4 separate regions of the Sus scrofa genome follow, and all the other regions are linked to region 1. The links are chromatin contacts, called in public HiChIP or PLAC-seq and promoter capture Hi-C maps. All regions are on one chromosome and are shown on one strand. The core of a region is the stretch at or near the end of the contact, and the rest is flanking DNA. Distances in the headings are between cores, read along the strand shown.

The links. Promoter capture Hi-C pulls out the DNA fragments that hold promoters and counts their contacts. HiChIP or PLAC-seq counts read pairs in DNA pulled down with a chosen protein or histone mark.
Region 2: a contact with region 1 is called in an H3K27ac HiChIP or PLAC-seq map of skeletal muscle, with 5 times the contacts expected there. The contact joins the promoter of DLG2 here to the promoter of HIKESHI in region 1. A contact is called at or near these places in 2 of 5 promoter capture datasets (fetal liver and fetal skeletal muscle) and 2 of 2 datasets of contacts at active chromatin or transcription factors (alveolar macrophages and skeletal muscle).
Region 3: a contact with region 1 is called in an H3K27ac HiChIP or PLAC-seq map of alveolar macrophages. The contact joins the promoter of TMEM126A here to the promoter of HIKESHI in region 1. A contact is called at or near these places in 1 of 47 Hi-C or Micro-C datasets (epiblast stem cells) and 1 of 2 datasets of contacts at active chromatin or transcription factors (alveolar macrophages).
Region 4: a contact with region 1 is called in a promoter capture Hi-C map of liver, with 10 times the contacts expected there. The contact joins the promoter of CREBZF here to the promoter of HIKESHI in region 1. A contact is called at or near these places in 1 of 5 promoter capture datasets (liver) and 2 of 2 datasets of contacts at active chromatin or transcription factors (alveolar macrophages and skeletal muscle).

Annotation. Positions count from the first base shown.
Region 1 is chr9:20,178,688-20,186,061 of Sscrofa11.1, reverse strand. HIKESHI (protein Hikeshi) reads right to left here and starts at 4,875. Exons shown (of 5, transcript XM_013979233.2): 1 at 4,625-4,875; 2 at 869-1,106. The coding sequence starts at 4,654. LOC106504836 (a long non-coding RNA gene) reads left to right here and starts at 4,957. Exons shown (of 4, transcript XR_001298678.2): 1 at 4,957-5,125; 2 at 5,563-5,662.
Region 2 is chr9:19,543,139-19,550,512 of Sscrofa11.1, reverse strand. It overlaps DLG2 (disks large homolog 2), which reads left to right and starts at 3,096. Exons shown (of 27, transcript XM_021102307.1): 1 at 3,096-4,814. The coding sequence starts at 4,796. TMEM126B (transmembrane protein 126B) reads right to left here and starts at 2,849. Exons shown (of 6, transcript NM_001243600.1): 1 at 2,758-2,849. The coding sequence starts at 2,838.
Region 3 is chr9:19,571,871-19,579,244 of Sscrofa11.1, reverse strand. It overlaps TMEM126A (transmembrane protein 126A), which reads right to left and starts at 2,946. Exons shown (of 5, transcript NM_001243592.1): 1 at 2,856-2,946; 2 at 276-406. The coding sequence starts at 364.
Region 4 is chr9:19,591,777-19,599,150 of Sscrofa11.1, reverse strand. It overlaps CREBZF (CREB/ATF bZIP transcription factor), which reads left to right and starts at 4,037. Exons shown (of 5, transcript XM_013979210.2): 1 at 4,037-5,410; 2 at 5,628-5,705; 3 at 6,779-6,847. The coding sequence starts at 4,350. The coding sequence ends at 5,643.

The DNA.
Region 1 (7,374 bases), core at 3,626-6,125:
TGAGATCCTGCTGTGTAGCACTGGGAACTATGTCTAGTCACTTATGATGGAGCATGATAATGTGAGAAAACAGAATGTGTACATGTATATGTAACTGGGTCACCATGCTGTATAGTGGGGAAAAAAAATTGTATTGGGGAAATAACAATTAAAAATAAATAAATTAAAAAATTCCTATAGTAGACACTCAAATGTTTGTTAAATATATAAACATGTTGCCTATATAGAACTTTTCCTTGGACTATATGGATTATTTCTAGGAGAATATGTTATTTATAGGCTAAGATTTTTATGTTTGTTTTTATCTAGACTTCCAAGATTTTTATGTTTGTTTCTATCTAGACTTCAAATGGTACCTAATTTCATTCTCACATTTCTATACAAAATACTCAAACATCAAGGCAAGGAATATGCCCCTGTAAGATCTAACCTCTGCAATGTCAATATAACCAAAAGAACATTGAAAGGGTATCAAATCTAAGAGCTCAAAAATCTTCATAGAAAAAAAAGACTCGTATTTCCTATACAAGCCTACTTGGTTAATCTATTTAAATACTGATGTGCATATTACAAATTATGAGATGATTCCTCTCATTATTTATTAAAACACCCAATTCTAAAAAAAATTCTTTACAAAGGTATACATGACACACAGAAAACCACAGTGAGTGGTTCCCTCCAGAGACAGAGGATGGGAGTGTGAGGTCTCCTACTGTTTTTCAAATGCGTATCATTTGATTTTTTAAAAATAATGTTACACATTAGCAATCAGAAAAAATATAATGAAAAGTGAAAAAAAGCCATATTCTATGTTATACTACTTAAGAAAAAATTTAATTATGAAACTATTTTAATGTATTATTCTTACCAGATTTAAGACCTGAAATTTTGAAGATGGCACTTGGTTTCCCATTCGTGACAAATCCTAGGAGCTGCCATACTGGCATTCCATTTGAATCAGGATAGGAAAAGTAGACAGATCCTCCCATTCCCTCAGGAAATGGGATTGTTCCCAGCATAAAAACCACAACATGGTTGATATTTTCATAATCGGGCAAGTCAAAAACAAATTTATCCTCTGCCACTTGCTGTGCAGCTGTTTGCACCTAGAAAATAAGAAACTTGTTTTAGTTCAACAGTTTACTACGTTTCTATAGCCCTTTTAGTACTGCTGTAAGTGTGTACCAAAAATAGTCAATTAAAGTCATTATACCAAATGTAACATTGGGTCAATCTGACAGTCAAATTATGGAATTACCAAATGCACTAGACAGAGAGCTAATTTTAATAGAAAACCTAAAAAGATACATTCAGCCTTAAAGTGATTTAATGAATTTAATCTTTTAAAAACATACCTAAATTATTTCAGAAATGCCCTGAAAGGATTTTACTTCAATAAATAAATCATTACGGCTTCAAAATGGTATAAAAGTGAAAGACTGTTCGCCTGTTCAATAAGCGGTGCTGGGAAAACTGGACAGCCACATGGAAAAGAATGAAATTAGAACACTCTAACACCATACACAAAAATAAACTCCAAATGGATTGAAGACCTAGATATAAGACAAGCCACTATAAAACCCTTAGAGGAAAACATAGGCCAAACACTCTCTGACATAAACGACAGCAACATCTTCTCAGATCCACCTCTCAGAGTACTGACAACAAAAACAAAAAGAAACAAATGGGACCTAATCAAACTGAAAAGTTTCTGCACAGCAAAGGAAACCCTAAACAACACAAAAAGACAACCCACAGAATGGGAGAAAATCTTTGCACATGAATTAACTCACAAGGGATTAAAAACACCTTCTGCAGCTCCACACCAAAAAAACAAATAACCCCATCAAAAAATGGGCAGAAGATCTAAACAGACAGTTCTCCAAAGAAGACATACAGATGGCCAAGAAACACGTGAAAAGACGTTCAGCGTCACTCATGATTAGAGAAATGCACATCAAAACCACTCTGAGGTACCACCTGACCCCAGCCAGAATGGCCATCATCCAAAAGTCTACAAACAATAAGTGTTGGAGAGGGTGTGGAGAAAAAGGAACCCTAGTACACTGTTGGTGGGATTGTAAATTGGTGTAACCACTGTGGAAAGCAGTATGGAGATTCCTCAGAAAACTCAACATAGAACTACCATTTGATCCAGCAATCCCACTCCTGGGCATCTATCCAGAGAAAACCATGACTCGCAAAGACACATGTACTCCGATGTTCACTGCAGCACTATTTACAATAGCTAAGACATGGAAACAACCTAAATGCCCATCAACAGAGGAGTGGATCCAGAAGATGTGGTACATATACACAATGGAATACTACTCAGCCATTAAAAAGAACAAAATACCAGCATTTTTTGCAACATGGATGGACCTACAAACTATCATGCTAAGTGAAGTCAGCCATACAATGAGACACCAACATCAAATGCTTTCACTGACATGTGGAATGAGAAAAAAGGACGGACTGAACTTCTTTGCAGAACAGATGCTGACTCACAGACATTGAAAAACTTACAGTCTCCAGAGGAGACAATTTGGGGGGTGGGGAGATGCACTGGGGTTGTGGGATGGAAATCCTATAAAACTGGATTGTGACGACCATTGTACAACTATAAAGGTAATAAATTCATTGAGTAATAAAAAGGTGAAAGGCTGTTCAAAACACTATACCACCAAAGCCTTATCTTCTAGTTTGAGGGTAAAGAATCTCAGGTAATTAAAATAGGTAAGCAATCCAGAAGTAATTACAGTCAATCCTCATTTGTTGAGTCCTAAAATATACTTGTAACCCCCAAATCATTAAACCCTTGGGTTTATTTTTTATTTATTTATTTTTGTCTTTTTGCCTTTTCTAGGGCCGCTTCCTGCTGCATATGGAGGTTCCCAGGCTAGGGGTCAAATTGGGCTGTAGCCGCAGGCCTAGGTCACAGCCACAGCAACGCGGGATCTGATCTGAGCCTCGTCTGCGACCTACACCACAGCTCAGACCTACACCACAGCTCACAGCAGTGACCCTTCGGTTTAAACACAGAGAAAAAAAACAAAGGAAGAACATAAACCAAATGGTGTGTATTAGTATTAAATTCAATCTTACCAGTTTTTGCCATGCACATAAATCTTAAAAGGCATGTAAAATTACGGTAATTACAAGTCTTGAAATAATCATCAGGCAAAATAAATATTTCTTAAATGTCAACCCTATCAAAGGCACCATTCTGTTAATCTGTGTTATTACACTCTAATCCTCAAACCTCGGGAAAAAGGTTTCACTTTTACTTAAAAATTTTCAGGAAAGAAAACTGAGTTCATAACTTTAGAAAGTAAGAGAGTAATGTAGTTAAAGAGTTGAGATACCGCTAGGTCTCTTCTAATAACTTCACAATTAAAGAGTCAAAGACCGTCAAAAAAATCTTGCCACTGGATATCCATTACAGAGATCAGGTGTTAGCTAAATAGACACAGGTATTCCTAGTCCTTCCAAATTAGTTGATAACATGGATTCCAAATTAGTTCAACTCTTTAGAAAAAGACACATTTCAAATATCACTGACTAATGAAATTCATCCCAGTCCCAGACTCAATCCCAGGCTAGTCATTTCATCTCTCCTATCAAGAGCAGGGGCAATCCAAAGTCATCTCACCAGTTTTAACAATTACCACCATCACCAAAAGGGGTCTCCCAGTCACTCCAGAGACAGATTTTCTGACAGCCACCTCTAATTTATCTCTGTGATTCCTCAGTACTGTGTTCACAACATATTGCCAGAAATTGATGAAAACCTTAACAATTCAACAAAGGAGCTACAATATTTAATAAAGCAGGGAGGGGAAAAAAAACATTCTAGGTGAAAGAAATCGGGTCTGAAATGGATTTCTGAGTGGTTTCTAAGGAGGCAAGCAAGATTCATCCTCCCGATTATTCCTGAACAATTCCAGGTATTTATCTCATTTAATTCTAACAATGCATTAAGGTGGGGTTTTTTTAAGCCACCAATAAGGACACTCGCGGCTCAAATCCTTCTGGGGTCATCTCAGGTAGGCTCACGCTTAAGTTTCATAAGTTTCTAGCTGCCAACTTCCAACTACCTTAAGAATATTTTTATTAAGTCCCTTCTAAAAAGATTCAGCAGTTGTACATTACCCAAACACCTTAATCTTCGATACAAACAGGACGCTACAAATTAGGTTCAGATTTACTGCAACTCATTTATGAGCTCAGGCGAAATCTTTATACTACCAACAAAGCTTAAGTTCTTCAACTACAACATGAAAATGGTAACCATTTCAGGAGCTTTGGTTAAGTCTGCGGTACCAAATTAGCGCTACAGAGAAGGCTGAGATGATGAGAAGTGGACAAAAGTCATGCATTGCTCAGATAATGCACCCTCGCTAAATGGCACCTAAAGATGTGCCTACTAATAAAACGACTCTGAAAAGCGCTGGGGGCAAAGACAGCGAACACCCCAGCGTCCCACTCCCCACCCCCATGCTCAGCTGGAAAGCAGACGTGAGGGGGTTTCCCCCGCACCCCTAGCACCGGCGCACCCTGCCTTCCCGGGGCCTCACCCTCGGGGTGCTGCCCGCTTCCTGAGACCACCCGACCCCATCCTCACCAGCCTCCCCGCCACCAAGCAGCCAAACATGGCGGCGGCGGCTCCGCTCAGCCGGCAGGGACCCGAAGCCGGGGACTAGAAGTCCTGGGGCTTCTGCCCTAGTCGAGACCAAGAACCTTCCAGAACATGGAGGAGGGCGCCTACCCCTCCACTACATAACGACTAGGCCAGCGGCAGGAACGCCTTCTACCCCCGCGACCTCTGACCTCCCCTCCTAACCAGAGCGCCTCTCTAGCGACAAGTACTTCCGGGGCTTACATGCAGCTGCTCCCCTCCCCAAATGAGAAAGGAGCGCCAGCTCCCATATAAGACTACAAGTCCCAGAGGGCCTTGCGCCGGCTTCCGGGAAGGAGAGCGGAGCATTTGCCTGTTAGGGTTGATTGACCGCGTCCCAAATTTACGAGTCCGAAGCAGAGTGGAGTTGTTTTTCACGTTTGTTTAACATTTTAGAGATTACAGTGCGCTTTTACAAACGCTAGATCCTTACAAAAACCCTATGAGGTAGGAATTATTGTCTTGCGTTTTGTAGGTGAGAAAATTGCCCGCAGTGACCAGCCCCAAATTTTTACACTTAGACTCAGGGATGGAGCTTGAATCCAAGTCCTGGTTCAAGTCCGAGTTTCTTCTGCTACACGGTAGCTGAAAAGTACTAATTCTTAATCATATGTTGTGTACTTATTTACAATTTCATTGTACTTTTTTCCAGCCCGACTTACCTCCTCCATATACTTGTTTGGGGGGGGGGGCTGTAAGCAAGTTCTATAATAATTGTGCTTTAATGATGCCATTTGTTAAATAAGAATAATAATTTTGCTTGTCTCCTACGGTTGCTGTGAGGGTTAAGTAAATTTATAAATAACCACTTAGAACCTGGCAGTACTTAGCTAATGGCCGTTTTATTGTAAAATGCCTTTTTTCTTTTCTCTGTGCATTTGCAGAAAAAAGTTAATAGCCAGAGGAACTGGCATCAAGTACTGACTACCAACAACACTCGTTCTCCATTTCACAGCTCCAGTTCCCTTTCCTCTGGATAGGAAGGTAAGATACCCCCTCGGTGAAGGTCTGCCCAACTTGAAATATCTGAACTTAGTCCACTTGCTCAGGTAATGTGGAGGATCAGAGTATTTGAAACAGTCCTCTGGTTTCCATTTTAGCTCCATAAACTTAGATTTTCCTTTGAGGTAGCCAAGCCAACGGCAAATAGATAGAAAAGGATCTTTCTGTCACTGTCTCCAACTTTCTACCTAAGAATTCCCGGAATCTTCAGAATAAAAAGGCCATTCGTTATGACACCATTTTCAGAAGGGCAGACAAACTCCCTGGATTCAGAGCCTGTCTCTATCATTTATTAGCTGTATAATCTTTTAGGCCAGTTAACCTAACACTACCATGCCTTCTTTTTTGGCATCTGTAAAATGGGGTTGTTATGAAGGTAACATGTAAACTACTAAATAGTAACCAGAATGTTGCTTAATAAAATGTTAGTATTGGCATTACTACTTTTCCCAACTTTTCATGTCTTCACGCTCACCTTGTACCATGGAAAACAATAAATAAATATGTTGGTCTCTGCCTCCTGTTTCTGACACTGGGCTCCTGAAAATCTTGTCAATTCCCAAGTGATAGGTGCATTGGAAGCATCTTTTGTTTTGTGAGGGGACTCTGGATGGGTTCTTAGATGTGGTCTGGTCTCCAGGTAGATAAAGCCTGATTAGAAGCTTGGAATTTTCAGCCCCTCCTCCCATTCTATAGAGAGGGGAGAAAGGCCGGAAATGGGGTCAATTGATCACACCTACATGAGGAAGACTTAATAAAATCCCAGTAGTATGGAGTTTGGAGAGCTTCCAGGCTGGTGAACCCATCCACATACCAGGAAGATTACACACCCCAACTCCACTAGGCAGATGCTCCTACACTCCCAGACTTTCCCTGTGTATCTGTTCATCTGGTTGTTCAGGTTCTTCATCTTTATCCTTTACCATATCCTTTAATAAACGGAGTTCTGTGAGTTGTTCTATCCAATAATCAAATTGAAGGGGAGGAGGTTATGGAAACCTCCAGTTTATAGCCATGTTGGACAAAAGTTGTGGGTAACCCAGGCACTTAATTACTTGCAATTGGCATCTGAACGGGGGCAGTCTTGTGGGACTCAGCCCTTAACCTGTGGGATCAGATGCTGTCTCCAGGTGTTGTCTCCAGTTTGACAGAGTCAGAATTGAGCTAAATCGTAGGAGACCCAGCTAGTGTCACAGAATTGCTTGGTGAGGGAAAAACCCACATCTGGTTTTAGAAGCGTTGTGAGTGTGGCAGTAGTGTGAAAATAAAGGAGAAACAGAAATGAGACCAGGTTTTTCCCTTTACATACTGTAACCATACTGTTGATTCTCTGAGCAATTAGTACTTCTCAGTCTTTCTGTGCATAAGTAACTTGTTTTATCTGCCTATAATTTGCAGTTTCTTACATATTCTCCCAATTGACTCAAATATTTTTTTCAAGAATCTTGGAGTTCCTGTTGTGGCGCAGTGGCTAATGAATCCGATTAGGAACCATGAGGTTTCGGGTTCGATCCCGGGCCTTGCTCCTAGACTGCAGACGTGGCTTGGATCCCGCATTGCTGTGGCTCTGACGTAGGCCGGCGGCAATAGCTCCAATTCAACCACTAGCCGGGGAACCTCCATATGCCATGGGAGCGGCCCTAGAAAAGGCAAAAAGACAAAAAAAAAAAAAAAAAAAAAAAAAAAAAAAAAAG
Region 2 (7,374 bases), core at 1,847-4,346, 630 kb after region 1:
GTAGCATCTTAACAGAAAGTAGGGGTAAACAAAACAAACAAGACTATCAGAAAGGATCCTTTCTGAATGTTTTGCTTTGGGTAAGACTCTCAAATTTCTGTAAAAAAAATTTTTTTTTTCTCCCTTTTTTGGCCTCTCCGTGGCATATGGAGTTCCCAGGCCAGGGATCAGATCTGAGTTGCAGTTGGGGCCTAAGCTGCAGATGCGGCAACATGGGATCCTTAACCCACTGTGCTAGGCCAGGTATTGAACCTACATCCCAGCACTCCCAAGATGCCACCAATTTTGTTGTGCCACAGCAGGAACTCTGGAAAGTCTTAATATTTGTTAAATCTTTTGCCATGCTGGCATTATGGGATTCCAGAATAGATTTAAAAAAAAAAAAAAAAAAAAAAACTATAGCCCTTCACAATTTATATGAATCTTCATTTTAACATTTATAGTCAAGGACACAGAATAATAGTTCTCAAATTTCAGGAGTATTGGGCAAGGGAATCAGTGTGGATTAAGCATAATGGACACAGAGGATACTTAGTGATTCTCAGCATTTCATGTGCACAAGAACCTAAATGTGCATCGATAGATGACCTGATTAAGAAGATGTGGCACATATATACAATGGAATACTACTCAGCTCTAAAAAAAACCCCAAAATAATGCCATTTGCAGCAACATGGATGCAACTAGAGATCCTCATACTAAGGTAAGTAAGTTAGAAAGAGAAGACAAATACCGTATGTTATCACTTCCAAGTGGAATCTAAAATATGGCAGAAATGAACCTATCTACAAACAGAAAGAGACTCAGACATGGAGAACAGACTGTGGTTGCCAAGGAGAAGGGGGGAGGGAGTGGGATGCTTTAGGAGTTTGGGGTTGGTAGATGCAAACTATTACATTTAGAATGGATAAGCAATGAAGTCCTGCTGTTTATCCAACCTGCTGGGATAGACCACGGTGGGAAATAATATTAAAAAAAAAAGAATGTATATGTTTGTATGACTGAGTCACTTTGCTGTATAGCACAAACTGACACAACAGTGTAAATCAACTATAATAATAAAGTAGAATTATATGGGGAGTTTATTTGAAATTCAGTCTTTTGAGCTCTCTCCTGAGATATGTGGATTCAACAGAAAAAGGTGAAGACTAGAAATCTGAATTTTAACAGCATCAAGTGATTCTGATGCTAGTGATCAATGGATGCATGCTGAACATCACTGATTTGGCTGAATAAATAATATGTACCAATCCTAACCCTAATCATGAAAGGCCAGTTCATCTATGGCATCAACATCCTGAAGGTATGGGCTCTGAACTTTCTTGCTTTTTTTTTTTTTTTGGTCTTTTTGTCTTTTGAGGGCCACACCCGAGGCATATGGAGGTTCCCAGCTAGGGGTCGAATTGGAGCTACAGCTGCCCGCCTACACCACAGCTGCAGCAACGCCAGATCGAGCAGTGTCTGCAACCTACACCACAGCTCACAGCAACCTGGATCCTTAAGCCACTAAGCAAGACCAGGGATCAAACCCGCAACCTCATGGTTCCTAGTTGGATTCGTTTCTGCTGTGCACAGTGGGGCACTCCTCCTCTGAACTTTCTTTTGGTATTACACAATGAATAGTAATGGGGGAGGACAGAAAAAGAAAAGGAAAATATTGTACAAATCACAGTTTCTCAGGGACTAGATGTAATCTTTTGCCTCTGACATCTAAATGGTAAATGGGAATGAAGATTACAGCAATATCTAAGGCAGATGTCAGTAACATAATTAACCAGAAACTTTGGATAAATTTTTGTTTTGCTGGTATCCAGTTCACTGAAGTCTCTCATCCCTCACAAAGAAAACTTCCAGGCAATGACTTGTACCAATCTACACTGTCTATGCTCTCAGTATCTAGGGAACACAGACAACCAGGATTATGATCCTAAAATACTGAAACAGGACAGCAAACATTTATTGAGTGCCTGGTTTTGGGAAGGCACTGTTATTAAAGCAGAGAAATATACTGGTAACTTTCTAATACACTTTTTACAAGTATTGAAATGCAAAGATTTCGCTATAAACAACTTTTTATCTAAAAGTTAACCAGTGCAAGGCCACTCAACTGGTCACCACGATTGTACCAGTAACAGTGCCTGTGTGTAGGTTTATCTTCTAAAGTACTTTATGGCTTTATAGTGGGTTTATTAGAATTTTATTTAAAATTTACTCATCCTTTACTCAACATTCACCTGGTATTTGACAGTCCCCCGGTTAAGCAAGATGTGATCGTATTCTCAGAACCCAAAACCCAGGCAAAGGTCAGGACAACAGGGCCGGGAACTTAAACGCAGAACGTGTGTCATCAACAAAACAAAACACATAAGAAAAGCCAAACCGAACCAAGCCACGGAAAAGTGTGAGTAGGTTTCCCGGAGGAAGTGGCATTTAAACTAATATCCGAAAGAGGAAAATCTGGAGGGGGGGGTGGGGCTAGTGGAAATAGGTGCAGGGAGGTGTTTCAAGCTGAGGGAAAGGCCGGTGCAAAGGCACCGAGGCAAGAGAAAACAGACAGCATCAATTAGGAAGAAACTTCAAGTCTACTTTCTCTCCGCTTCTTTCCAAAGCAACTGGGCACTTAACCGAGCCGTGTATGGACTTCGGAGCTGTTCTCTTTAGACTTTCAAATCCCCTTTATACGCATCATTTCAGAAGTTTGCCAACACTGTGAGGGTGCAGAAGCCACCGCGCATACCACCTTCGGTTTCCACCTACCTTGGGCGCTTCTCCGGCTTCCACAGGCCCCACTTCTGCAGCTCCCAGGTCAGCCCCAACCCCACGTCCGAGCGCCGCCATTTTGGCGATTCACGTGACCAGCGGTGGGCGGGGACCCAGAACCCCCGGGGCGGGAAGTGGTGCCGGCTCACGCCTCTCGCCTGCAGCCCCAGCCCGCCCCGACCCAGTCAAAAGCCGCGCCCTCCATCCTGGTTGCGATTGGGCGCGGCATCCAGAAATTAGGGCCGCTCATTGGCTTCCAGGAGGTCCAGACGCCCGTGGGCCCGCCCCCCTCCCCGCCCGCATTCCCTTCTCCAGCTATTTGTTAGCCCAACTCCCTATTCTAGCATCCCAAAGGGGCGGTCCGAGCGTAGGGATTTTGCTGCGCGTTTTCCCCTCCTTAGGGCACCTCCGTTAGCTGTGGCTGAGCTGCCCGCCCCTTTCACTCCTTCAGGGTGCTCCCCCTCTGGCCTGGTCCTTGTGTTGAGGCTTCACGGGCACCTCCTCCCTATAACCCCCAGCCGGCAGCCAGAGCAGCCCCGACCAGCTTCGTCCTCACAGCCTTCAGACTCTCCACCTCAGTTTTTAGTTCCCTCATATTCCATCCTTTCACCCCGCTTGGAAAGGGACCACAGAGAAATTTGTACCCCTCCCCCCGGCTCTCCGAGAAGACCCCCCCCCCTTTGCCAGCCGATGTTTCGGGGCGGGGGGCGCTGCTGTAAGGAGGCCTGGCGCCCTTTTGTGCACGTTCAGTGGCCAGCAGTATCTCCCGACCAGCAGCCCCCGACCCTCCAGTCTCCACGTCTTAGAGAAGCCAAATTCGAGAGTTATATAATTGCTAGTGCTGCTGTTTCTCCTGCCTGAGGAAACACTTCATCGCGTGGAGGGTGCAGGACATTTGTGCTCTTCTATATGAGAACGGGGTGTGGGCAGGGGTGGCCAGCGGTAGCAGAGAGATTCCTTGTCTTCTCTGCAAAAGCAAGGTGGGTAGTTTGGAGAGAGACTGAAAGAAAAAGGGTGGATGTGGAAGCCAAGCAGCCGAACTCTCTCATTTAGGAAACCGCGAACCGTTTGCACAGCTTATGCTCACATGCCTATTACTACTACAGCGTCTCAGAAAACACCTTTGGGGGAAGGTTTGACTTGCCTCGAACAGTCTCAGTGTTTTTCCTCGCCGGACAGGGAGCTGCTTGGATGCGAAGAGATGGCATGATGTGAATGACTCCAGTGTGAAGAAATCTTCGCCAACTCATCCTGCATCAAGTGCCCATTGAGTAGCACTGTCACTTTAATGTCTCCATGCCAAGGGATTGCTTTCCTTCTATTCAATCCTCTCGGTTAATACATGGGAGGATCAGAATCAGAGGGGCATTAAGGATCAAGCCTGAGGGGCTTGGAGAGCACAGAAGAAAAAAATGAAAGTGACAGCAAGCTGGATTCTGTCTTACTGAGGGGGTGAGATCCCGAACTTGTGGTCCAGTAAACAGAAGGGGGGGGGGGCCTTTCAGTCTGTCTTCTGCCCCAGAAAACTGTCGAAACTCACCCACCTTTTTAGAGGCTAGAGTCTAAAAAGAGGTTTTTAAAGCATTTTTTTTGGAGGGGGTGTGAGGGTTTTACGTTTTTCTCTAAAGAATTGAGTTCATTTTTGAATTTGAGCATGTATTAAGTAATGAGACAGCTGTGTAAATTTGGTTTGTGCCTTAATTGAGTTAGTCATTGAACTTCCAAAATGTTGCTGCCTGAAGAGGAGTTTTAATAATGTTTTCTACGCTGACAATAATTTTCTTTTTAAACAAAATAAACATTTTATAAACACCGAAAAACTCAAAAGCTATTTTTCTTTAAACTCTGTGGGCAGCAGTGTCAAAGTTTGTGGGAAGAATACATCATTTTTTCCTTATTTGAAAGAGAAGACAGCCTGGATTTCCAACAGTAAAGTGGTTTGCAACAGTTACCTGGCTCTTGGCCTCCATCCAGCTGGATCAAGTTGATACCTGAAAAGAGATCCTGACTCCTGTGGCCTTCGAAAGACCCAAGAATGCCAGTCAAGAAGAGAGGTGGGCTAAGAGGCTTCCTATATAATAATATGCTTCTCCTTTTTCTTGGTTCTGGTATTTGCAGTTCAAATTGTGTTCCGTTTGAGAGTAAAATTTTGCTTGGGATATAGTTATTGTAATAATGTCTTTTCTGTGGTTCATGATTTGGTAATATTTTGCTAAGTGAAAATGAAGCAGGACTGTAGTGTTTAATTATAGACATTTGTGTTTTCGTAAGTCAGGTGGTCTAAATCACCATTTATAATCAGCTTGAATTTGATAGCACAAATTGGGGATTTTCTTTTTTTTTTTTTTTTTTTTTTTTCAGCAATCAGTCATCTTAGATTATAATGCAGTTACAGTTTTATTTTTGTTGCGACATGAGTAGATTTATGCTTTAGCTTTTTTTTATTTTTGTTTTTCTTAGCTTGCTAAAAGTTACTTTTACAAGATCTTTAAAAAAGAAACAGTGCAGTTCTTTCTCATGGATTTAATATCAAGCGAATCACATAGTTGTAAAAGAAGTTTTTTTGAACTGAACACAGTTCTAGAGTTATTATTTATCTTTTGATTAAAAAGAGATTTCATGTTTGGGTTTATTCTAGTGTAAATCTACACTTTTGTGATAAAGCACACCTTTGGTTAACTTGTGCTTTTCCAGATGTGTGCATTATCCAATAACATGATTGGCAAATTCCCCAAATGAGGTAAACCCCTGACTCCCCACCCCTCCAGCTGATCAAGATCCAGTGGGTTCCTGTATAGTTTATTATAGGTTGCACCTTGGGTTCACTTTGGCCTAGATCTATCCCAGGTGAGCTTTGTTGCTAAGGATTTTAGTGAACCCAGTTTGTTTTTCTGACATGGTATAGAAGATTAGATCAACTATAAAAGAGTTTTTCCTTTTTTTCTTTAAGAGTTTTGAACTAAAATCTGTATCAACACCCTTGAACTCTACTGTGGTGGATGAGTACAGATCCAAATGTTGAACGGTTATGTGAGTTGTTACAATCTGAAACTTAATCTTAGGGTTAAGGTTAAGATGCCGCCTGGCTCTCTGTGATGTTTAATCCTACCTGTGGATTTGGAAGGTGCATTGAAGAAACAGTTGGTGAGAGTCTTTATCCTATTGATGGATGGCCAGTGATATATGAAACCTCTGAAGCATTTAGAAATGTCCCTTTATACACTGAGATTTAAGACTGGGCTTGTTTCCTTTTTTTTTGCTCCACCTCAGTATCATCGAGAGAAGTTAACTCTCCATAATATTTTGGAGCCACACCTGTTCTGATACAGTGGGTTTATTTGGAACCTGAATGGTTTGGGGAATGGAGCCAATGAACGATATGTCTCTGACTTATTTAGCTTGCTGTGTATTTCTATTCTGTCTGCCATTTATTATGCTCTAGTTAGTGTCCCTTTTGGTCTACCTTATTTCATCCTAGTAATTAATTAAACACATTGTGTGTGTGTGTATGAGAGAGAAGAGAGGGAGAAAAAGAGGAAGGGCAAAGAGAGAGGAGGTAGGGAATAAAATAGTATCAGGGAAAGAGGAGGGGGAAGGACCCTGATGTTTTAGGTATAACTTAACTAGGCAGAGTGGACTTAAGTTTCCTAAACCCAACAGACTGAATTTATTCCAAGTTCCTATCTTTAAAGGAAGTTACCAAAGTTTATGATACAGTATTGAAAACCATACTTTATAAGAAATAATAGTTATTTCCTTCACCCTTCTTCCTTCCTCCCTCTTTCTTTCCTTTTCTCATCCTTCTTTATTGTTTAGCAGTGGATTGAATGCAATGGATCCAATTTGGAAAGGAAGCAAATTCTAATTAGCAAAATAAGTGTGTATTTGGATTATACTAAAATATATGCATTATGTAATTTAATATATGAATGATCTGGAGAAACATCTTTTTAAAAATCTTTTAAAACTGTTAGTGTTGAGAACAGATTTCCTGTTGTGGCTTAGCAGGTTAAGGACCTGACGTTGTTTCTTTGAGGATGCAGTTTCGATCACTGGCCTTGCTTGGTTGGTTAAGGGTCCTGAGTTGCTGCAAGCTGTGGCATAGGTCGTAGATGTGCTTCAGTTCTGGTGTTGGTGTAGCTGTGGCGGAGGCTGGCAGCTGCAGTTCCGATCAGACCCCTGGCCTGAGAACTTCCATATGCCATAGGTGTGGCCATAAAAAAAGAAAAAATATATATTTTATTTTATTTTGTCTTTTTTAGGGCTGCACCCATGACATATGGAGGTTCCCAGGCTAGGGGTCCAGTCAGAGCTGTAGCCGCTGGCCTACGCCACAGCCACAGCAACTCAGGATCTGAGCCACATCTCTGACCTACACCACAGCTCATGGCAACACCGGATCTTTAACCCTCTGAGCGAGGCCAGGGATCGAACCAGAGTCATGGGTGCAAGTTGGGTTCATTAATTGCTGAGCCATGGTGGGCACTCCAAAAGATATATATTTTAAAGTATTATAGACAATGAACCAAACAGTCATGACATGCACTTTATATTTTTAATTAGCTAAGCTTAATGTATGTACTGTTCCTATAACATAAGTAAAACAAATACTTT
Region 3 (7,374 bases), core at 1,697-4,196, 600 kb after region 1:
TTAGTCCATAAGTGTTTACATTTGACTCTAAGCCAAATGGAAAAAAAAAGAACTATCATGTGTCCAAAAAGATTCGTCCAAAGAAATGAATTGTAGCCTCGACCTCAAGTAAAATGGTTAATCTCTCTGGGCCTTTGTTTTCTCATCAATGCAAGAAAAAAATTCAGTTTCCTTCTGACATTCTATGTTATTTATATTCAAACCAAATAAATTTGAGATGAATCAATGATGAAAATCTACCTGATAACAATGATTTAATTAAGAAGGGATCTTACCTTTCTGCTTCTGGAAGTTGGTTGGTTTTTCTGGTTATGGTATCAATTAAGTTTTCCTTGATTGTATCATCTGGTTCATGATTTTCCATCTTGAGCCTTAAATTAAAATACTATTTTTTGATGATGTATATCTATAGAAAAACAGCAAAAAGGCTTACAAAAAACCTTCTGAAGACCATAAATATTTAATTTTTTAAAAAATTAGCCACAGCTTGATTTCATAATATGAAAAATTAATGCCTAAACACTACCCTCCCCCTCAAAACCCAATTCTATGTGAATTGAAACCAGAATATGAAACACAACACATAAGGCTTGTAGGAAAAAAACACAAAATCTTTGTAACACTTAAAAATATTTTAAATTTCCCAATAGCACTAACCATAAAAGACATAAAGCTAATATTAAACTAATATTAACTAAAATGAACTTGTGTTTATCAATAGATACCACAAAGATAAACTAGTGTGGGAGCAAATGTTTGCTATGTAACTGACAAAGGAGTAGTTTGTATCCAGAATATACAAATCAATAAGAATAACAAGCAACCTAATAGAAAAACTTTTAAAAGATCTGAACAGGACTTCATAAAGAAGAAAGCCAAACCTCACTATAATCAGGGAAATAGAAATTAAATTTCAATTATTGACTGGAATGTAAGGTAACTGAAACTCACGTCCTGCTGGTGGAAGCATAAATTGTGCCCCCCAAAAAGAATTTTGGTATTATTTAATAGGTAGAAGACACATACTCAGCAACTGCACTTCTAGGTGTATTCTAGAGCAGAGGTCAGCAAACTTATTTAAAGGGCCAGAGAGTAAATATTCTAGGCTTTACAGGAAACATAATGGTTTTTGTCAAATACTTGTATTAAGTGACTCAATATAATGAATATTTTGGGGCATTCCCATTGTGGCACAGTGGAAACAAAGCCGACTAGTATCCATGAGGATGTGGGTTTGATCCCCGGCCTCCATCAGTGGGTCAGGAATCCAGCATTGCTGTGAGCTGTGGTGTAGGTAGCAGGCTTGGCTCAGATCCTGAGTTGCTGTGGTTGTGGCGTATAGGCTGGCAGCTGTAGCTCCAATTTAACTCCTAGCCTGGGAACTTCCATACGCCATAAGTGGGGCCCTGAAAAGCAAAAAAAAGAAAAAAGGTATTCTGGCTGGCTGTACAGAGGAAATAAGCTATAGGCTTTCTTCTGGACCACTGGAGGGTGGTTTATCTCTGCACTAGTTGAGGTGAATAAAGAAGTAAGGGGATGGGTGAATGAAGAATTTTAGCCTGAAGATTTAGAGTACTAAATAAGATTTCATGGTAGCAGAGCTAAGAAAAGCGAAAGTTCAGAAATAAAGGACTTTTTTTTTTTCTTTTTTTTTTTTTAGGGCTGCACCTGTGGCATATGAAGGTTCCCAGGCTAGGGGTCGAATTGAAGCTGTAGCTGCTGGCCTACACCACAGCCACAGCAACGCCAGATTTGAGCTGTGTCTGTGACCTACACCACAGCTCACAGCAACGCCAGAACCTTACCCACTGAGCAAGGCCAGGGATCGAACCTGCGTCCTGTGTCCTTATGGATGCTAGTCAGGTTCTTTTCTGCTGAACTACCACGGGAACTCCAGGACGTGGTTTTATGAAATTAAATTTTCTTGGTTCATCATTCATTTTCTGTGAGATTAATTTACACACCAACAGATATTTACTGGGTAGCCAGTAGATATATGAGAGACCAGGAAAATGTTCAGTGCACTGAAATTTCATATCCCTGCACTTATTAACGTAAGTACTACAATGTAGGCTTAGAAATTTACCTCTGTGTTTCTTGGATGCAAATTTCTTGAGGGCCTTGGTTACATGATAGGCTCTTTGCCCTACAGCAATATTAGTTAATATTAGTTTAATTATTAGGAATAATTTTGTGTTCTGGGGATGGGGGTAAGGGGCGGTGCTGGAGTGAGATATAAAAATCAAATTTAGTATATATAAAGTGTACAGTATATATGTCTGAAATGTTTGAAAGTCCAGCTTAGTGCTATCACTAGAAAGTTTTCTGTTCCATGCTCTGCATATTGTTGAGGTTCCTGGTTCTGTGAACTAGCCATTTCTAAGGCGTAGATATTAAAAGTCACCCTTATTTTTGTAAAAGTTCTGATGAAGCAGCCAGGAGCAGGCCACGGTTATTACCCCGGTTATTAATAAGTCCCTATCAAAGACAATGCCACGTTTAAATATTACAAACATTTCAAAAGGTTTTTGCACTAGCTACCTTTCATGGCTCAGGATAGCTCCTAAAATAGACAAAATTAAATTAGGTCAAGGTGACTCTCTAAATCGGCAGTAAACCTGGAATTAAATTCAAGCAGTCTTTCTCCCCCTCCTCCTAGGCTTAATTTAAAGATAAGGCCTTTTCTTTTCGGGTGGAAAGTGAAGGGACTGTGTCGGTGCCCTAGAACCGACTTCTCCCCTTCCGACTCAAGTCCTGGGATCTCATTCCCGCGCTACAGGTGAACAGCACGTCACCACGCCGAGCTTCTCTTGATATTGCGCGGTTTACTGCACCCCTTTTCCCGGAACCAGTACCTTACTTTCTCCTTCCAGCAGTCGGGGCCTCTTCTGGTCTTCCTCAGCCACGCGAAGGTTCACTCCAATCTTTGCGCAACGCGCCCGGGCGCAGCCATCTTTCTGACACGTGACGCGGTCCGGGGCGGGCACTGGGGGGCCGCGCGGCTGGTGATTGGGCTACCAGGAGGGAGGTTGCACCCAGGACCTTCCCTCGTCGGGAAGGTGCTGTGCCTCCCAGCAATGAAGTTTGGCTACCGTGCAGGGAACTTACTGCTTACAACCTACTCCCGCCTCTCGGAACAGAGCTTTCGGAAATTGAGAAATTTCCAGATTTCCCCTTTCGTTGTCTCTTTCGTTGAAAATCTACCTCTGGTAAGTTCCTTAAAACTTCCTAACCATTAGATTATGTCTCATGTATTGACACTGGCTATGTGAAAAAAAACCTGCATAGCCCTGGGCATACGAGATAGGTACCTGAGATTTCTTTGCTCCATTGATTGTCTGTTCTCCCTTAGATCTTGAACTTCTTGTGCCATGTTACGGTTTGGTTGATTGTGCCATCGAAATCCGAACACTTTAAGTGCCAGCAGGAGCATTCTCCGCCCCCCACCCCCGCCCAGTAGAATACTGTTTATAAAAAGGAGGAGTAGGTGAATGAGGCGAAAGAAAACTTTTCAGAGCGAGGGAGTCTTGTAGCTCCCTGAGGACAATTAAGAACCAAAGTCTTGAACCAAATTTCTGGAGACCCCTGCCTCAAGCCTCATCCTCTCAGGCTCTTTCCTCATCTATAAAGCAGGAGAGGAAACGCAATCATTGATTATTTTGTAAAGGTGTGAGGATCCTATAAAAGCGTTACCAAGGTTACCTGGAAGATCATTGAGCTTTATCTAAGAAGAAAGCAATAGTTAAGGTGAAGAGGGAAAACTTGATAGATGAAGTGAGCAGGAGGAGAATCCCCCCGCCCCCAACTCCTTCCCTGAGGGATTTATCAGATGTCAATCCTTCGCTTGTTGATGATCCAGAAAATGAAAACAAGTGCTTTTCCGCGGCAGAAGATCAGCGTACATCCCAATTAAAAGTTTCTAAGATAAACAAACAGTTGGGGAAAACCAGGTTTTTAGATGTTAACTCAGTGTGCATGAATAGTTTTTTCCCCAACACTCCATTTTATACTCTTATTACAATTTCTTTCTTTTTTTTTTTTTTTTTGTCTTTTTGTCTTTTGTTGTTGTTGTTGTTGTTGCTATTTCTTGGGCCGCTTCCGCGGCATATGGAAGTTCCCAGGCTAGGGGGTCGAATCGGAGCTGTAGCCACCGGCCTACGCCAGAGCCACAGCAACGCGGGATCCAAGCCGCATCTGCAACCTACACCACAGCTCACGGCAACGCCGGATCATTAACCCACTGAGCAAGGGCAGGGACCGAACCCGCAACCTCATGGTTCCTAGTCAGATTCGTTAACCACTGCGCCACGACGGGAACTCCACAATTTCATTTTTAATGGTTTGAAGCTAATTTTGAAGTTAATAAATGTGCATGCTGTACAGTATCTGCAGTATGCCATTCTGGAGCAATAAAAGCAATTTAGTACGTTGAGATTTTACAAAAAATCAGTTCTTCACCAGACGAGATGGAATGTTCATTTCATCTAAGTTCTCAAATTTACTGGCTTAAATTGTTCATAATATACCTTTTTTTAACTCAGTTTATTATATTTATAGTTGTACAACCATCATCACAACCCAGTTTTACAACATTTGCATCCCAGACCCCCAGCTCATCCTTCCCCCTTCACCCTGTCTCCTTTGGTAACCACAAGTTTTTCAAAGTCTGTCAATTTCTGTTCTGCAAAGAAATTCATTGTATCCTTTTTTTAGATTCCACATATAAGTGATAGCATATGTTTGTGTCTCACTGTCTGCCTAACTTCATTTAGCATGATAATTTCTAGGTCCATTCGGCTGCAAATGCCATCATTTCATTCCTTTTTATGGCTGAATAATATTCCATTGTGTATATGTACCACCTCTTCTTTATCCACTCCTCTGTCGACAGACATTTAAGTTGCTTCCATGTCTTAGCTATTATATATAGTGCTTAAATGAACACTGAGGTACATGTATATTTTTGAGTCATGGTTTCCTCTGGCTAGATGCTGAGGAGTGGGAATGCTGGATCAAATGTAATTCTATTTTTAGTTTTTTGAGGCATCTCCATAATGTATTCCATAGTGGTAGGAATTACATTCCCACCAAGAGTGTAATAGGTTCCCTTTTCTCCACACCCTCTCCAGCATTTATTGTTTGTAGGCTTTTTTTTTTTTTTTTTTTTTTTTTTTGTCTTTTTGCCATTTTTTGGGCTGCTCCTGCAGCATATGGAGGTTCCCAGGCTAGGGTTCTAATCAGAGCTGTAGCCTCCGGCCTACGCCAGAGCTACAGCAACGCAGGATCTGAGCCGCTTCTGCAACCTGCACCATAGCTCACAGCAATGCCGGATCTTTTTAACCCACTGAGCGAGGCCAGGGACCGAACCCGCAACCTTATGGTTCCTAGTCGGATTCGCCAACCACTGAGCCACCATGGGAACTCCCCTGTTTGTAGACTTTTTGATGATGGCCATTCTGGCTGGTGTAAGCTGGTACCTCATAGTAGTTTTAATTTGCATTTCTCTAATAACTAGTGATGTTGAGTATCCTTTCATGTGTTTTTTGGCCATCTGTATGTCTTTGGAGGACTGTCTGTTAAGATCTTCTGTCCATTCTTTGTCTTTTATTTATTTATTTTTTTTGGTATTGAGCTGCAGGTGTTTTTTATATATTTTGGAGATTAATCCCTTGTCAGTCACTTCATTTGCAAATATTTCCTCCCATTCTTTGGGCTCTCTTTTTGTTTTTGCTTAGGATTTCTTTTTCTGTGCGAAAGCTTTTCAGTTTAATCGGGTCCTATTTGTTTATTTCATAATACACATTTATTATCCTTTAAAATCTGTGGAATCTGTAATGCATGGCCACATCACTCTTTCTTGTAACTGGTCATTTGTTTCTTTTTCTTTCTTTCTTTTTTTTTTTTTTTGCTATTTCTTGGGTCGCTTCCGCGGCATGTGGAGGTTCCCAGGCTAGGGGTCGAATCGGAGCTGTAGCCACCGGCCTACACCAGAGCCACAGCAACGCGGGATCCGAGCCGCGTCTGCAACCTACACCACAGCTCACGGCAACACCGGATCGTTAACCCACTGAGCAAGGGCAGGGACCGAACCCGCAACCTCATGCTTCCTAGTCGGATGCGTTAACCACTGCACCATGACGGGAACTCCATTTGTTTCTTTTTTATGTCTGATCAGTCTGCCTAATGCTTAAATTTTTTTTGATCTTCTCAACTAGTTTTTTATTTATTTGGGTTTTTTTTTTTTCTTCTGTTTTCAATTTGATTGTAGTTTGCTTTGATCTGCATTTTTACTTTCTTTTTTTTTCCTTTTTTTTTTTTTTTTGTCTTTTTTAGGGTTGCACTGGTGGCATATGGAGGTTCTCAGGCTAGGGGTCAAATCAGAGCTGTAGCTGCTGGCCTAGGCCACAGCCATAGCAATTCGGGATCTGAGCTGCATCTTCGACCTACACCACAGCCCACAGCAATGCCAGATTCTTAACCCACTGAGTGAGGCCAGGGATGGAACCTGCATCCTCATGGATGCTACTCAGGTTTGTTAACCACTGAGCCACGATGGGAACTCCTATATTTTTCCTTTCTTATTCCTACCTGGGATTTAACTTCTTCCTCTTTTTCTAGTGTCTTAAGGAGGAATCTGATAGTCAGTGGTGTGAGATGTTTTTCTCTCTATATACTCTCCATATGGGGGCGTTTAGTGCTATGAATTTCCCTCCAAGTACTTTAACTATATCCCATGGATTTTGAAATATTGTTTATTTCAAAGTACTTTTAAAATACTTTTTTTTGTTAAGTTCAAAATACTTTATAAATTCTTTTTTCTTTGCCCTGTGGTTTATTTAGAATTGTTTTAATTTCCTAATAGTTAAAATTTTCCACATGCTTTTCTGTTATTGATTTCTAATTCTTTTTCTTTGTGGTCAGAGAATATAGTTTGTATGATTTGAATCCTTTTAAATTTATTGATATTCATAGCCCAGATTCTGGGCCATCTAGGAAATATTTCATGAGTGATTGAAAAGAATGTATAGGGAGTTCCCGTCGTGGTGCAGTGGTTAACGAATCCGACTAGGAAGCATGAGGTTGCGGGTTCGATCCCTGCCCTTGCTCAGTGGGTTAACGATCCGGCATTGCCGTGAGCTGTGGTGTAGGTTGCCAACGCGGCTCGGATCCCATGTTGCTGTGGCTCTGGCCTAGGCCGGTGGCTACAGCTCCGATTGGACCCCTAGCCTGGGAATCTCCATATGCCGCGGAAGCGGCCCAAGAAATAGCAAAAAGACAAAAAAAAAAAAAAAAAGAAAAGAAAAGAATGTATAGGAGTTCCTGTTGTGGCGCAGCAGAAACAAATCCAACTAGTAACCATGAGGTTTCCGGTTC
Region 4 (7,374 bases), core at 2,788-5,287, 590 kb after region 1:
AGGCACTCCCTAATGTGTGTTTTTTTTTTTTTTTTTTTGTCTTTTTGCTATTTCTCGGGCCGCTCCCGCGGCATGTGGAGATTCCCAGGCTAGGGGTCCAATTGGAGCCATAGCCACCGGCCTACGCCAGAGCCACAGCAACGTGGGATCTGAGCCGCGTCTGCAACCTACACCACAGCTCACAGCAACGCTGGATCGTTAACCCACTGAGCAAGGCCAGGGATAGAACCCGCAACCTCATGGTTCCTAGTCGGATTCGTTAACCACTGTGCCACGACGGGAACTCCCCTAATGTGTTTTTAATGTGCTTTTCAGTATTGCAGAAATGGAAAAGCTAAAACAAAAGAAACCGCAGATCAAACCATATTTGCCAGATTTCCCTGTAGTTATATTTGGAAGCTGCAAATTAGACAGCCATCCTTTCTCCCTGCTTTGGCTCTTCTTGCTGCCAAGCACAGTCTTGGGGACATTGGGTTTTTCTGCAACAACATCCTAGTATTCATTTACTAGTTTTATTTATTTATTTGTTATTGAAGTATAGGTGATTTACGATATCATATTAGTTTCAGGTGTACAGCATAGTGATTCAATATTTTTATGGATTTTACTCCATTTAAAGTTGTTACAAAACCATAGCTATATTTCCCTGTGCTATACAGTATATCCTTGCTGCTTATCTATTTTATACATAGCAGTTTGTATCTCTTAATCCCATATCTCTCTCACGGTCCTCCTTCCCACTGCCCTCTCCCCACTGGTAACCACTAGTTTGTTTTCTATATCTGTAAGTCTGTTTCTGTTTTATTATATACACGTTTGTTTTATTTTTTAAATGCTACATATAAGTGATAACACATAGTATTTATTTTTCTCCACCTGACTTATTTCACTAAGCATAATATTCTCTAGGTCCATCCCCACTGTTGCAAATGGCAGAATTTCATTATTTTTAATGGCTATTATTTCATTATATGTATATACCACATCTTTTTTATCCATTCATCTGTTAATGGACATTTGTGTTGCTTCCATATCTTGGCTATTATAAATAGCACTGCTATGAACATTGGGGAGTATACATCCTTTCCAATTAGTGAGATTTTAGGGGGACACACCCAGATCATATGGTAATTCTGTTTTCAGGTTTGTTTTGTTTTTGTTTTTGTTTTTTTTTTTTTTTTTTGTCTTTTTGCCTTTTCTAGGGCCGCTCTCCGCAGCATATGGAGGTTCCCAGGCTAGGGGTCCAATCGGAGCTGTAGCCGCCAACCTACACCAGAGCCACAGCAATGCCAGATCCGAGCAGTGTCTGTGACCTACAGCCACAGCTCACAGCAACGCCGGATCCTTAACCCACTGAGCAAGGCCAGGGATCAAACCCACAACCTCATGTTTCCTAGTTGGATTCCTTAACCACCGCACCACCACGGGAACTCCCTGTTTTCAGTTTTTTGAGGAACCTCTACACTGTTTTCCGTAGTGGCTGCACCAATTTACATTCCCACTCACAATGTACAAGGGTTTCCTTTTCTCCACATCCTCTGCAACATTTGTTATTTGTGGAATTCTTAATGATCATCATTCTGATCGTGTGAGGTAATATATCGTGGTTTTTATTTGCATTTCTTTAATGATTAGTGGTACTGAGCGTCTTCTCTTGTGCCTCTTGGCCATCTGTATGTCTTCTTGGGGACATGCCTATTCACCTCTTTTGCCCATTTTTTAACTGTGTTGTTTGTTTTTGATATTGAGTTGTATGAGGTGTTTAAATATTTTGGATATTAGACCCTTATTTGTCATATCATTTGCAAATATTTTGGATATTAGCCCCTTTTTTGTCGTATCATTTTCAAATAGTTTTCTTTTTGTTTTGTCAATGGTTTCCTTTGCTGTGCAAAAGCTTTTAAGTTTAATTATGTCCCATTTGCTTTTGTTTGTTTGTTATGCTTTTATTTCTTTTGCCCTAGGAGACAGATCCAAAAAAATATTGCTACAATCTATGTCACTGAGTGTTCCCCCTATGTTCTCCTCTGGGAATGTTATGGTTTCTGATCTTACATAAAGGTCTTTAATCCATTTCGTTTATTTTTGACTATGGTGTTAGAGAATGTTCTAATTTCATTCTTTTTCAAGTAGCTGTCCATTCACTCACTATTTTTTTGAGATATGGTAGCCAGCCACCAAGATAGCACTTAATGATTCTTTTTCCTAGTGTTCATATCCTTCCACAGTGAGTAAAGTCTGATTGGTGTGATCAAGGGAATTCTACAGAAGTGATCGTAAGTGATTTCCAATGGTAGATCATAAAAGACATTGCTGTTGCTTCCTTGGTCTCTTGGGTGATTCATTCTGGGGGAAGCCAGTGTAGACACTCGCACAGCCTGGAGAAAGGCCCACACAGAGAAAGAACTGAGCTTCCCCCAGGACCAACTTGTCAGCCACCTTGGAAGTGGATCCTCTAGTCCCAGCTAAGCCTTCAGATGACACCAGTTCCAGCCAAATTCTTCCTGAAGACCATGAGAATTCCAGAGCTAGACTGCATAGTCAAGGTACATACAAATTTCTGACCAACAGAAACTGTGAGAGATAATGTTTATTGTTATTTTAAGCCCTAACTAGGTAAGCAAATATTTATTGTTGTTTCAAGGTCTTGAGTAGCTCGTCAGGCAGAAATAGATAATTAATACATGGGGTCAATAGTACTGGCAGCAGCAGCATTCTTGAGGCCAACATTCCAGCTTTCTATTGACAACGTTCCCAACTGGGGCAGAAATAGCTGCTCCCTGTCAGGCCTGTTTGGCCACCCTATACTGAGAGGCATTCTTGATCACCCAGCCTAATGCCCCTCCTCTAGTTCTTCCAGTTACTTTGTAAGCACCTTCTCTCCATTACATCTTTTTCTGCTTAAAATACTTGAATTGGTTTCTATTTCCTACAACTGAGTATAACCTGGTAAGAACATCCATCTCAAATCAACAGCTAGACACTACAGGTGTTCCTGTTCAAGTTAGGAATAAGACACAGAAGTTAGTTATTAAAAGCATTATTTAACATCAATTTGGAAGTGCTATTTCATTATTAGTCAGTACAATGAAGTGAGTATTGCAAAGAAGATGGCAAAATTGTCATTATGTACAATAAGGTGATATGATTGTCTACCAGGGAAATTTGAATGAATAAGCTAAAAATAAAAACTATCAAGGAAGTTCAGTGGGTGAATCAGTTAAGAATTTAACAAAAAAAATCAACAGCTTTCCTATGTAGCAATGATAACCATTTAGAAAATATAAAAGAAGAAATAATCTAGTCTAGTAGCAAAAAATGCATAAAGTAACTGGGAAAAATAAATTAATAAATTTAATGCAACTTCCACGAAAATTCCAGCTTATTTTTGAACTTGGAAAATGTTATAAAGTTATCTGGAAGAATTAATGTTCAAATATAGATGAAAAATTCTGAGAAAGTATGAAATTCTGGGAGTATGTCTTATCTGCAACTTTGGGATGATTCTGCAAAAAAGAAAAATTGTTTTTACCAACCTTTACATACAGATAAAGCACATTTGACAAAAGGACAATTGTTGAACTGTTAAGTCTGAGTATTGGGTAGTAGTGTTCAATTAGAGTATATACTGCAATATTCTTTTACATACATATTCACATATTGTATATTTGGAAATTTTTAAAATAAAAACTTGGAAAAATTAAATTATATATGAAAGACTTATTTACCTCTCTTTTCTTCCAGTATTCTGTGTTTGAAAAAAATCACATGTTATAACGAAAGGAGAAAAGAATAATTTTCAAGAAGAATCTGATCATCAGGATAATTTTAAATTCATAAATTTGGTGTATCTAAAAGATCATTTCGAATGACAGTGGTTTTACTGCAGATGGAAGCTAGAATACAGGGACTGAGACTTGAGGGCCCAGAGGAGTGGCCACTCCTTAGATAAATCCTAGGTTTGTTGTTATTTTTGCCTCTGTTACTATGACATCACTGGAAATCTGGAGTTACTCCTACTCTCGACCTCACAGAACTCTCGCGATACCAGGCCCTGGTGGAGCGGGAAATGTGGTGGGAGGGGCCGGGCCGAGATCGACCGACTTCCGGCCAGGCCGTTGTCTGGGTGGCGCGGTCGAGTCATCGTTGGGCCTCGCCGCTCCGATCTCCCGTCCCTCCCCCCCCGCCGCAGCGCGGGGGGTCGACCAGCCAAGTGGGGGCGGGAGGTGACTCCGACCTTCCCCTTCACTTCGTTCTGGCCTGCACCCCGGCAACCTGCTCTGGGTCCTTGGGACCCGCGAGGCCCGGTCTGAGGGGCCGGGGCCTACGTGGGCCCGCTGCCGGGCCCCATGAGGCATAGCCTGACCAAACTGCTGGCGGCCTCGGGCAGCGACTCCCCAACCCGCAGCGAGAGCCCGGCGCCGGCCGCGACCTTCTCGCTGCCCCCGGACCTGAGCCGGGCGGCGGCGGAGGACGAGGGGACGGCGGCGGCCGGATCTCCTGGCCGCAAACAGCCTCGCGGAAACGAGGGCGAGTCGGAGGCCGGGAGGGGGGGCCGCGGCGGCGTGGCCGTGCGCGCGCCCTCGCCCGAGGAGATGGAGGAGGAGGCGGTCGCCAGCGTCCCCGGGGACGAAACGGAGGACATGGACTTTCTGTCCGGGCTGGAACTGGCGGATCTGCTGGACCCCCGGCAGCCAGACTGGCACCTGGAGCCCGGGCTCAGCTCGCCCGGGCCTCTCTCCTCGTCCGGCGGAGGCTCGGAGAGCGGTGGCCTGTGGCGAGGGGACGACGACGACGAGGCCGCGGCCGCTGAGATGCAGCGCTTTTCTGACCTGCTGCAGAGGCTGCTAAACGGCATCGGCGGCTGCAGCAGCGGCAGTGACACTGGCGGCGGCGAAAAGAGGCGGAGAAAGTCCCCCGGAGGCGGCGGCGGCAGCAGCGGCGGCAACGACAACAACCAGGCGGCGACAAAGAGTCCCCGGAAGGCGGCGGCGGCGGCCGCTCGTCTGAATCGGCTGAAGAAGAAGGAGTACGTGATGGGGCTGGAGAGCCGAGTCCGGGGTCTGGCAGCCGAGAACCAGGAGCTGCGGGCCGAGAATCGGGAGCTGGGCAAGCGCGTCCAAGCACTGCAGGAGGAGAGTCGCTACCTACGGGCCGTCTTAGCCAACGAGACCGGACTGGCTCGCTTGCTGAGCCGGCTGAGCGGCGTGGGACTGCGGCTGACCACCTCGCTCTTCAGAGACTCGCCCGCCGGGGACCATGACTACGCGCTGCCGGTGGGAAAGCAGCAGCAGGACCTGCTGGAAGAGGACGACTCAGCCGGAGGAGTGTGTCTTCATGTGGACAAGGATAAGGTGTCGGTGGAGTTCTGCTCAGCGTGCGCCCGGAAGGCGTCGTCTTCTCTTAAAATGTAGGGTCAAGTAATCTGCTCTTTATCCGCGTTTACCCCTTTCAACTCCCTTACACCATGTAAAACACCTTAGTGGGACATCTTCACTGGACACATTTCAGAGGAGGAAAAAAAAAAAAAAGTAATATTGAATCTTTAAGTGTTTAGCTAAAAGCATGAATGTGACACTGTAACCAACTCCTAATGATAACATGTGACTATTAAATCTCTCTGACAGTTTCTTTTTTAGGTGATTTCCTTCCTGCCAGGCTCCGTTGTAGGGGTTACAGAACAGTCGTTCCCGCCTCACAACCTGGTAAGGATCCATCTCTTCACGTAACGCTCATGCTCTGCTGCTTAGTCTACTTTAATGGGCAACATCTCAATTCGTGTGTGTGTGTGTGATTTTTTTTTTTTTTCTTTTTTGGAAGGTGGGAGGGGAATCTAATTTGGGCCCTGTCCACCCTGGAAACAGACTTGTGCTGGTCAGTAATGTATTCAAGATGCTTCTTCTGGTTGAAATAGCTGTTAATGTGTCCCCTTGTTCAGACTTGCGTGTACCTAGCTCTTCTGTCCCCAGTGTGGACATGGCCTTGGATGACATCGGTTCCAACTGTACACTGAAAGCTGCTAATAGAGATACAGTTTGGAGACAGTGACACAGGTGAAGTTGAATGGAAGTTCCGAGTTGTACAAGGTGCAAATTGGAATTCCAATTTTAGAGCAACTTTTCAGAGGTTGACAATAAGTACTTGGGGCATGCACAAATGTGATAGTTATTTTGCCGGAGATAACAGAAATCTCTTGAATAATCAAGAATGCCTTTTAGTTTTCTTAGGTCTAGACATACAGTCTATTCAGATTATAGGTTTTTATATCACCATTAGAGAAATTGGAAATTAATGTGCACATCAGACTCCTGTGTTGGTTAATTGAAGGGGGAATAAGCATGGTCAATGGAATGTCTCTTTGAGGACCAGCACAGTGATTATCCTATCACTGAGTATGAATAAATTGTTGAACACCTTTATTTTTGTTGTACTAAAATTTTAGGTTAAATTTATGTATGATTAGCTATTGACGGTTATGAAATGTGAATGAAAACGTGTAAAGTGAGGTTTCACAAAGAATCTTATTTTCCATATTTTAAGTCTTTGACCTATTTAAAAATAAGTTTTGAAATTGAGTGGTTCTGGCTACCTAATGACACAATTGACACTTTTCCCAAAGTTGGGACATAGTCTTCCCTTGAAGTACTCTATTGTCCAGTTGTATGGATTGAGTCACCATGTCCTTCAGTGTAAGAGGCATTAAGAAATTCTTTGTGAAACATCACTGTTTGATAAAGTATATACGTATTTAGCATCCTTGTTTTTCTTTGTGCTAAAGTGGATACAGCTGTTGGGGCAGAAGAGACGGGACCAGCTGCTGGCCACATTTCCTGCTTTATTTTAAAAGGTAGTATAAGAAATGAGGAAAAAGAGGTAATGTCAGGGCTTCTGCTTTTATTTTAAAATGTTCATAATTAAAAAGTATTTTCCAGCAGTCCAAAGATGTAAGTTATCTTACACATAATATGTTTTATTTTGTTGTTACTTGGTTATGAAAATGGAATCTTGTTCTTGCACAACTGTAAATGTTTTCTTGCTAGATAATACAATTTGAGACCTAACTTGGTCTCTGGTTTCCAGTGCATTACAGCATATTTTGTAAAATCATCTACTGCACTTGAGCATGAACGGATAGTAGCCAAACTCACAACCTGGAGTGACGAACCTGCTTATACGTAAGTGCAGGAGCAGGCCCCTCACAATGCAGCTGCATGGGTTTTTAGTGCCTACTGAATTATATATATATATATAAAAACCAAAAGTAGTTGGAAAAATTATTTGAAATGACTAATTTGTGCTATCATTATGGAATATGTTAAATGTAGCTTTTTGAAACAGAAGCCTTGAATTGAAATTTAATTAATACTTGAACAT